Linked DNA regions of Zea mays: region 1 is linked to region 2. The links are chromatin contacts, called in public Hi-C maps. All regions are on one chromosome and are shown on one strand. The core of a region is the stretch at or near the end of the contact, and the rest is flanking DNA. Distances in the headings are between cores, read along the strand shown.

Evidence for each region. A called contact is a pair of places that touch in the nucleus more often than the background predicts.
Region 1: a contact with region 2 is called in a Hi-C map of leaf, with 2.5 times the contacts expected there. The contact joins the promoter of LOC100217150 here to the promoter of LOC100192699 in region 2. A contact is called at or near these places in 2 of 25 Hi-C or Micro-C datasets (ear and leaf).

What each region holds. Positions count from the first base shown.
Region 1 is chr10:150,791,449-150,796,843 of Zm-B73-REFERENCE-NAM-5.0, forward strand. It overlaps LOC100217150, which reads right to left and starts at 1,626. Exons shown (of 20, transcript NM_001357053.1): 1 at 25-1,626. The coding sequence starts at 1,553.
Region 2 is chr10:150,359,710-150,364,588 of Zm-B73-REFERENCE-NAM-5.0, forward strand. It overlaps LOC100192699 (oligosaccharyl transferase STT3 subunit), which reads right to left and starts at 3,136. Exons shown (of 6, transcript NM_001137902.2): 1 at 2,103-3,136; 2 at 645-1,178. The coding sequence starts at 2,963.

The DNA of each region.
Region 1 (5,395 bases), core at 376-2,875, 430 kb after region 2:
CACAGCACTTGTCATGTGACTCACCCTGCACCGAGAAGCAATATCCCAACAACAAGCTTCGGAGCTTGTTTTTGCACTGATTTCATTAACCCTCGGAAGACAGATGTAGGTGTAAACTCTCCATCAACTTTGGAGGAGAAGAAAGATGCCGAGAAGAAACGGGATGATCTCTTCACCAGTGCTTTTGGAGCACTCAGTGGTTCCTTGGTGTGCTCCTTTCGTTCCATTTCTTGCTTCTTCCCTTGTTTCGACTTATCTGAATCAGACTCAGCTTCTTTCTGAGGCTCAACAGACATCTTATTACTGCTTTCTTCATCATATATTTCACGGGATGGTTCAAGCTGCTCAAAGCCCTGAACAGTCAAGTCACCGACCATTAGGCGCTCGATACTTGACACCTCATCCCTTACATAAACATCATCAGTGACATCGCTGCTATACTCGTACCCTTCAGAAACGCTGTCTTCTTCAGTGCTTCTCTGCTCTTCAGCAGGTGACGGTAGCTCCACCACGGTATCAATCGAGGCTATGGCCTTCTCCGCTTTCAGCAGCACCATTTCCGCATCGTTGACACGCTGTGAGGCTTCCATCTCAAGAGCCACCGCCTGCTCAGCCAGCACCATTATATTGGCAACATCTTCTTCGGCGTTGGACGCATCCATCTGGGCCTTCCCAGCGAGATCCGTCAGCCTATCAACCTCCTTCTGCAGCTCCATTTTCTTGTCCTGGACACGACTCAGCTCCTCCGCGCACCGCGACAGGGCTGCCCGACAATCCTTAATCTCTTCCTGTGCAGACAGGAGGGCCTCCTGCTCCATGCCTTCGATGCTAACCTCCGTCGGGCCTACCGAGCCCCGGTTGGCCTCCAGCGCCTCCGCGGCCAGCTGCAGCCTCGCCTCGGCCATGGACAGCGCCATGGTAGCCTTCTGGACGGCCTCCTTGGCGTCCGCCTCCTTGCTGATGATCTCCTGCACGGTGGCTACGGCCGCGCACACATCCCTCTGGGCGCCGTCGGCGCGGTCCTTGAACGCGATGGCCGACTCGGATATCCGCTGCGCCTTCTCCTCGAACATGGTGCTGTTGACCCTGGCCACCTCCAGCTCGTTCCTGGACCTCTGCAGCATCTCCCTGAGGCCGTCGACGTCGGCGAGGCCCCTGTCGTCGTCGGACCCCGAGCTGGTGGGCACGTTGTCGTCGACCTCGCCGGAGCCCTTAGCGGTCTCCAAGGGGCCGTCGACGTAGGCCAATGAGTCGTTGCCCTGGCAGCGCGGCCGCCATCTGGCGCGGAGACTGAGATGACTCCCGCGCGTGGGAAGCAGGTAGAAGAGCCGGAGACTGGGATGACTCCGGCGCGTGGGAGCCAGGTAGAAGAGCCCGCCGCGGCCGCGGAGGGTGGACGCGGCGGCCGTGAGGTTCCCGTTCCCGCCGCCGCGGTGCCGTGCTCGCCGCAGGGAGCAGGCCCGGAAGCCATTCTCGGCGGCGCCGATCTGCAGGCCCGCCCGCGGGGCCACGCGGCTGGGCCCGACGCCGGAGGCGAACCTGGACAAATCCATCCTCCCCTATCCTGTACCGTGCGGATCAAACCCGCAGAAAAGGGGAGGTTGGGACGAGAGAAACAAAAGCGGAGACAGGGAGTGGAGTGCTCACGGACTGGAGAATGGAGGCTTGTCACGGGAGAAGCGCCGAGGAGGAAGGAGGGAGGGGCCCCGGCCTCATCCCATTCCTACGATAGGACTGCGCGAGGGGGGAATGGGAGGCGCGAGGGAGGCGAGCTCACCTTCTCACTCGCTGCCACCTGCCACTAGCGCTCGTGTTTCCTTGTGGTCTTGGGGTTTTGTTTTGCGTGTCTTCTCGGCAGCTGCGGCGGTGGAGCAGGCAAAGCCCGCCCGAAAACAAGCCGAGCGGAGCCATGTGAGCGGTGGTGAGGCTGCCCCGTGCCCGGTCCCGGTGCCGTGCGTGTGCGTGCGACCTGACCTGAATAATCTCTCTCGACTGGGTTTTATTCCGCAGAAAAAAGTGTTTGAATTTCTGCTCCTCGGATAATGGTATATTCCTCACTATTGGCACTTGTAGCCCCAGCGATTCAGCGACGGGGCCGCCACGTCACTAGAAGCATATAAACCGGTACATATTGAAACTAAACAAACAGACTAAGCATATTTGTTGGCTTCTTTGATCTCTAGGTACATTGAACACGAATGTGTTCCGAAAAAAGATGTGGATGAAAAATGTAACATCAATAACTCCAGTCTCTTTTGTTGCCTTGAGATTGGAGCCTTCCCCGTTTCTTTGGAAGGGGTGGTTGGTTAGCTAACAAGGCGTTTGGTTTCTCGTATAGCATGTAGCACCTTAAATCTCATTTTTAGAATATAGTAAAAAATTCGAAGATTTTTAATTAGAATATTTTTTATAAGAATTCCTCAAGGAGCATAATCACTAGATTCTCCTGTTACAAGTTTATTTGATAACATAGTGCATATGATTTGATCACATCTATTATACTTTTGATCATTGAATAGCTTCAATTGATACTTATGTTGCTTAGTGCTTCATGTACTATCAATTGATGTCTCTCATGTATATACACTAAGTTAAAAGGAGAGTTTAGGATAAATTTATGCAATTTGTGATCTACTTGATATGTGATAATAATGATTTGTTTAGAGAAAATGATCACTAGTTGTAGAATTATCTGTTATGCAAAATAATTCTATACTTTGTCTTGAGCATAGGACTTAAGTAACTAAGGCTAAGGACAAAGTACAATGAATAGAGTGTCTCTATGTGAAGGTACAAAAGGGTAAACTACTTCCTATCATTTACACATGTGCCTAGATTTTTCTCTTATACATATATTGCATATCTTTAAGTTACAATAGGAAGAAGAAACATGTCTATGCATAACCATGCTTCATACCTAGTTTAACCTCTCAAAATTTCATTCCTGCTTTGATGCATTTTTGTGTAAAACTGGATGAAGTGATATTCTTGTCAAAGAGCTTAAAGCTTAACCTTGTAACGAGGATAAGCTACCTTTGTTCTAAAGGTGGAGGTTCCTTAAGCTTCCTTGAACCATTAAGGGTAAATGCATCAAATGTTTACAACATGCCTTCGTCAGTGCATAGTCTGTCATGAGCATCACATTTATATTATGAGCATTGCACTTCACAATTTCTATGATATAGATATGTTCTCATTGACCTCATTATGTGCATTTGGCATTTAAGGCCAAAATATGTATTCATCTCAAGGCACATACTTAGTAGGAGCAATCTATATTATAGAACTATAACAAAGCTTAATTGACATATATTTTGATCTTATATCTCTTTCAGTTGGTACCTGCTCTTAATTCATATTTTTTGCTTATGCCAAAGTTCAATGTGTAGAACTTGCATCCTCAGACCTCACAAATCCTAAAGTGCATTGATCTACAAGTATTCATCACTTGTATGCACAAGTTTAGGGGGAGCAATTCTCTACACATTAAATCCTTGAGACTAACCATTCTTCAAGAATATGTTATGCTTAATTTCAATTGAAAGGGAAATGGAGTTTTGAGCAAAGGGAGCGCTTCCACTTCATATTCGTTCGGTATCAAACACCCTTGTTAAAACTCATGTACTTCAATTCTATATCTATATTGAAAAGGCCTCAAAATTTCTTCGTTTTTTGTGCTTAATGTCAAAGGGGGAGAAAGTATTAGGACAAAGCAAAAGGACCGCACCACCACCCTATTTTCTGAAAATGATTTATCTTCCAAATTGATATTATTGCATTTGCAAAAACCCTCTTGACAGCTAAGAGGAGAAAAATTGTTTTACACCAAAGGGGAGAATTTCTTCAAGTAGAGTTTTTTAAATGGCCAAAGGAAAAACATTTGAAAAAGGGGGGAATCTTTAAATCTTAGAAATATTCTTAAAATTTCATTCTTGTTCCTTAGGCCATATACAAATAACTTTGAAAATATTTTATCAAAAGTTTGCAAAAACCATTACATGTGTGCAAATGTGGTCCAAATTACAATCATGTCAATATCACTCATATTCACTTAGAACTACTTTCATTTCAGTAGCTTATGAACACTTGACAAATTGCAAACTAGTTATAATTTCATACTTCATATTTGCTTTGGTTTGTGTTGGCATCAATCGCCAAAAAAGGGGGAGATTGAAAGGGAAATGGCCTTAAACCATTTCTTATATTTTGGTGCTTGATGACATTCACAACCATTTGGATTAAATAGTTTGCCTAGTCTCTGATTCATAGGTTCACAAGATCAACAGTTTAGTTTCTAAGTCACAATCAGCTCAGTTCCAACCAAATAGGGGTAAAACATGGAATAGATGAATTACTAATAGTTCTCCTCTTTGGAAAAGTTCTAAAATACCCCGAGGAATCTATTCAACACAACCTGTGGACTAATATGTTTGCTAGTGTTTATGTTTATAGTTCACAGGATGCAAAGAAGATAGGCCTAATGCATAAGAATGCAACACCTCAAAAGAAGACATAAAAAGAAGCAGATAAGTCCAAGACTCGAGCAAAAGAAGCTCAAAAGAATCAGCGAAGAAATCCAAGAAAAGGGCAGTCAACCAGCGCACTGGTGGTCCACCAGACAGTGAACAACAACATGTCCGGTGGGACACCGGACAGTCTGCGCGGAGAGGCCCACAACAGGCGCTCTTGGGCTGTGGCACCGAACTGTTCGCTGTGCACCGGATAGTCTGGCAACGGTCGACTGTCGCAGACCTCAACGGTCGGCTGACGTGGCCAGGGCACCAGACTGTCCGGTGTATACTAGACAGACTGGGTAGCGGTCGGACCCAACGGCCAACTAACGTGGTAGGCACTGGACTGTCCAATGTGCCCGTCGATAGAAAGCTGCTATTTTCTGTCCAACGGCTAGAAATAGGATTGGGGCCTATAAATATCAGCCCAACCAGCCATTTCAAGGTGTGAGAGCCCAAGCAACATATCAAGGCATATAGTAGACATATCCAAGCCACCCAACCACCTCCATTCATTGATCTATCTCATCCACAAGAGTTGGGTATTCCATACACATCAAAGCCTCACAAGTGCCACAAAAGAGAGATCAAACAAGAAAGAGCTACTCGTGTGTGTTTAGCGATAGTGCCTGGTGAGAATCATTGAGAGAAAGTGTGTCCTACCTCTTGTGATCATTTGAGTGTGGAGTTTTGACTCCCATTCATTATAAAGCTAGCAAGAGCCCCTTAGTTTTGTGGTTGGCCTTGCAGAGACTTCGGTGTTTTATTGACAAAGAAGAAGGAACACTCGTCGGTCTTGCTGACCATTGGAGAGAGGGAAAGGGTTGAAAAAGGCATGTCCTTACTAGACTCCTCAATGGGGATTAGGTTCTTGGTGAACCGAA
Region 2 (4,879 bases), core at 1,886-4,385:
TACGTTTCTTCAGTAAAATACATAAAAAACAAATTTTGGTTGTGGCAACAGTAATAGAAGTAACAACTAAGACCCCATTTGGACGCAAAGTATTTTTTGACCATTGGGTAAATACTGTAGTCTTCTTGGAGTTATAGAAACTCCATTCATGACATCTTTTTTTCTAAACACGGTATTATTTGTCAAGCCATAGTTTCAGAGTACCACAGTTCTGTGAAACTACATCCAAACAAGTGCTAAACATTTTTTTCCCTGGAAATTACTCATTCAACTTTGCAATCCTAAATAAAGTACAACCCCCCTTAAAGCAACAACAAAAGTACAGTCTTTCTAAGGAGGGTTCTGGAGAAAACCTGAGAAACAAGTGACCCTTTTAGATCCATAAGTTTCATCAGTAAATGAAATTATATATTGGAGTTTTCCACTTTTTTCTAGGAGGTAAATGTCTAATGAAAATTGTAGAGCAATCACTTGACTAAGATTTGCAAGGCTTCATTATATTTCAACCTTAAATAGGCTTATTCTAGCTTTGCTGCTGCACTATATCGTAAAATTAGCTCAGAGAAAAAAATAGGACAAAATATATAAATAATTCGTAAAAATTAGCTCCAAGAGAAAGAAAATTGGATAAAAGAGAAATATACCTTAGCAGCTGACTTTGAGCCAGTTGTTTTCCCAGAAGTAGTCTGTGGACTTCTGCTCTTTGTCCTGATCAAAGTGGTTAGGTTTTTTATTGTAGCAGATGCAGCAATAGCACTAATAAGGCAAACGGCTGGTGCTGCCACAAGAATTAACCGGACCATCACACCAGCAAAGTACATACTTGTGAGGCCATACATAACAATAAATATTGTGGCATCTGACAGGCGCTTGAAACAGAAATAAAGGCCAGCTGGGAACAGAAAAAGGAGGATGTGGAAGTCAAACATGAAAGATGACCATGCTGTTGGTTGATGCTCAGAAACAGATGCGATGATTGGTATATGGTCCTTTGCATAGGTAGGATCTAGCAGGGAGTAAAATCGTCCTGTCCAAGGAGAGATGTAACCAGATGCAGTGCCAATACCAAGAGCCAGGGTGCCAACAGTAATCACACATGTAAGGGTAATTCGAAGGAATGACTTAAACAGTCTGGCATCGTTTAGCAGGTATTTTACCCAGTCCAAGAAGAAGAAAACCTGATAAAAGAAAAAGGTTTCTTTTAGCTCTCGTGTATGCACGCTTGTCCAAAGAAGGTACAGGAAGACCTTAGTATCAACAGTTCAGGATGGCACTACACTTCTGCTAGTGTTGAATAGAGATAGGCAATAAGCATCAGAACACTACTGGGATGGATGGCATCATAAGAGCTTTTCAAAAAAGGAGTCATGTATTATCCATTTTACCTTTACAAACCAGATACGGAATCAAGAGTTATACATGGTAAATGAAGCAAAGATAAACAGCAATATCTGAAGTGTGCGTAAATGCAGCAGTATCTCTTAATGTTATAAGGAATTTTGGTATCAGTATGCATTTTCCCAAATCAGTGTTTTCTGATGCATGCTGCAGCCAGCTCAGACTTAAGCAACTAATGTGGCATTTAATTTGACCTCAGACATTTAAGTCAAATTTTACTATTCTAATCAGTGAAACATACTTACATGGACACTAGCACATGTGTAAGTGTATCACTAGATTGCGAGTGTCCACTTCGCAAGATTTATTGGGCACACGGCACACTTCAAACGTGGCACAGGTAACGGAAGATATGACATGGGTTCTAATATGGGGGTGTTTGAATGCACTAGAGCTAATATTTAGTTGGCTAAAATATAGCTAGTGGAATTAGCTAGCTAACAAATAGCTAGCTAACCGTTAGCTAATTTGCTAAAAGTATCTAATAGCTGAACTATTAGCTAGTCTGTTAGGATGTCTTCAGCTAATTTTAGCAGTTAACTATTAGCTCTAGTGCATTCAAACATGGCCTGTGTCAGCCATCAAACAACTCCAGACTATCTATCTACTAAATCAGTTATATGATATTCAAAGTGGTGGTGTTCATTTGGTCTCGGTCTCCAAATTGGATCAACCCATGCCATAAGAATGCAAATGAAAATTACCTGCAAAAGGAAGAAGACTCCCATAGCAGCCATGTGCTCTCCGGACTGCACATGTTGGAATCCAACAAAACGGATCTGCATCGCAAGCAACATCCCAAGCACATACATGCAATTGTAGGCCACGTAGAGCCTTTGTGAGTACCTCCCGGTAACAAGCAGCACAAGCACATAGAGCGGGACGAGATTGATGATGAACACGTAGCCTCCCCATGCCGACACCATGTAGAAGTAGCCGAACGCCGAGGCAAGCGCCCAGGCGAGCGACCCGGTGTTGACGGCGCGCACGAAGAAGTAGAAGGTGAGCAGCAGCGCGAAGATGGCGACGCCCTCGTTATCGTAGGACCCCGCGACGGAGCGGGAGATGTAGCCAGGGACGGTGGCGATGAGCGCGGCGGCGACGAGCCCCGCCCCGGAGTCCCAGATCTCGCGGCCAAAGGCGTAGGCGACGAGAGTGGTGTTGGCGGCGAAGAAAGGCGCGGTGAGGACGCAGACCTCGCGGATGTGGACAGCGAGGGAGAGCGCGCGGAGGAGGCGGTGGAGCAGCGCGGCGGTCACCATGAGACCCGGGAAGAGAGTCCCCCCGACGACGCGCCCGAGCGGGTACCAGCTCTCGGAATCGAACCAGTTCCAGAACTCGCTAAAGCCGTTCTCGGTGAGGAAGAGCGTGGTGCGGTAATTGAAGTAGGGGTCGAACTCGTGGATCATAGACTCGTAGCGGAGGACGGAGAAGAGGCGGACGGCGAAGGCGAGAACGTAGATGAGCGCCAGCGCCGAGACGCGGAGCAGTAGCTCCTGCTGCTTCGTCTTGAGCCGCAGTGACCGGAGCGGCGCCGGGAGGGAGGCCAGAGCGGAGGGTGCCATGGCGGCGCCACGCAGTGATCCGGACAGGGTCACTACTCACTAGGGTTTCATTTCATGCGCGCGACGTCTGGGGCAGGGGGGGTTTAGTGTGGAATTCGTTTGGTCTGGATCTGAGATCAGGGGACGGGCGGGGAAGACGAGTGCAGCGAGAGCGAGACCGAGACCGAGCGGAGGCGACGGCAAGCCAGGTTCTGTCGGGGAGTCTAGTGGATATCCATATCCATTTGGATTTTGGAGCATAAACATACTGACTGGTGGGACCAGGACGGTCGGGAGGCAGTTGTCTGATGTGGAGGATGGCACGTAGGCGCATCTGTTACACTGAACAATGAGTCCCACTAGAATCAGAGTGGGCGATAGGCTGAAAGGGAAAGGACACGTTGGTTTTTCTTTGAAGGACATACACTTGCTGATTTGCTGTAGGGTTGTACCTACATGTCAGCTGTGGAGTTACTAGCCTGCGTAAGGTGTAGAGATGGCAATAAGTAAAAACCCACTGGATATTAATTGGCCAAACTCATACCCGCGAAGAAAAATACGCCCGCTAAAAAATTCATACCCATGACAGGTATAAAATTTTGCCCAAATCCATACTCATGCGGGTTTCGGGTACCCAACAGGTTTCTCATACCCACTAACATCAACATAAAAAATAATTCATCATGTAAATGACAATCAATACATTAATAAGCTAGCATAAAAGGAACAAGTGATAACTAATTTTAGCCTAAAATTTGTTACATAAATTTTATTTCAATTAGAACATATTCAATTAATAATATTATGATACATATTTATAAGGAATAATGATTTTAAGGCGGGTTTTAAAAACCCATGGGTTTGCGGGTATGGGTAGTGGAAGAACAAACCCATATCCATGTACCCGTTGGGTTTCCATTTGAACCCATTAACAAACCCATGGGTAAAAAATTGACCCAAATCCATACCCTAATAGAGCAAAAACCCAACGGGTTTCGGGTAGCGGGTACCCATTGCCATCTCTAGTAAGGTAAAAATATAGATGTTCCTGTGCAAAGTCTGTTAAAAAATAACTTTATCGATAGAGAAAAGTGAGAGAACTTAAGTTTGATCTTAAGAATCAGGTTGAAATAGTCTACGAGATGTTTCAGCAAAGACATATGCTTCGTTTGGAAACTAAGTTTCGGTAAATAAATTGTGACGACCCTTGTGTTTGTTTCTTTGTTTTCCCTCCTCTCTATGTTATCTTCCATTTATTTTCATTCTAATTATCTTGACTCTTGAGTTGCTCACAAGTTTATTCCACACATACATTGAGCAAGACTTTACAAAAACTCATCACTCTAACTCCGATTATCTTACCTCTTGCTCTAACCGACTAATTTGGAATCAGGTTTTTGTTAGTAAGTGAAAAATTCCAGGTTTCGCGTATTCACACATCTCTGGATGACTTTCAAACTTCAATACTCTATAGCTTCTTAGTAGACTATATATCACATGTGTTGGATTATCTTGTATTGTATTAGACTATCTTGTACCTTTTAAAAACTAACTTGTGTTATATAAGACTACCGTGTGATTCGAAACTTGTCATTAAATTTGAACTATTGTGGTGACACCGTCTTAGACTCAAACATAATTCCACTGAACAATAAGCAATTCATGCATTACCCAACAAAGTATGTAATAGTCACATATATCTAGCTAGATAATATATGTATCAATCACTTATCCGTCCGAATAAATATTATATCCCTATTCGATCTCGAATTCGATTGAAATACATTAAAGTAAGATACAAGATGCCCTCGAACCTATCGGTTTCACCTCTAACTCATGAAGGTGAGGTTGGGGAGCCACATGGATGTAGGGGTTAGGGACACGATGGATCACACTCTCTTCAGGTGCAACTAACCTTCTTTTTTCTTTAATATTGT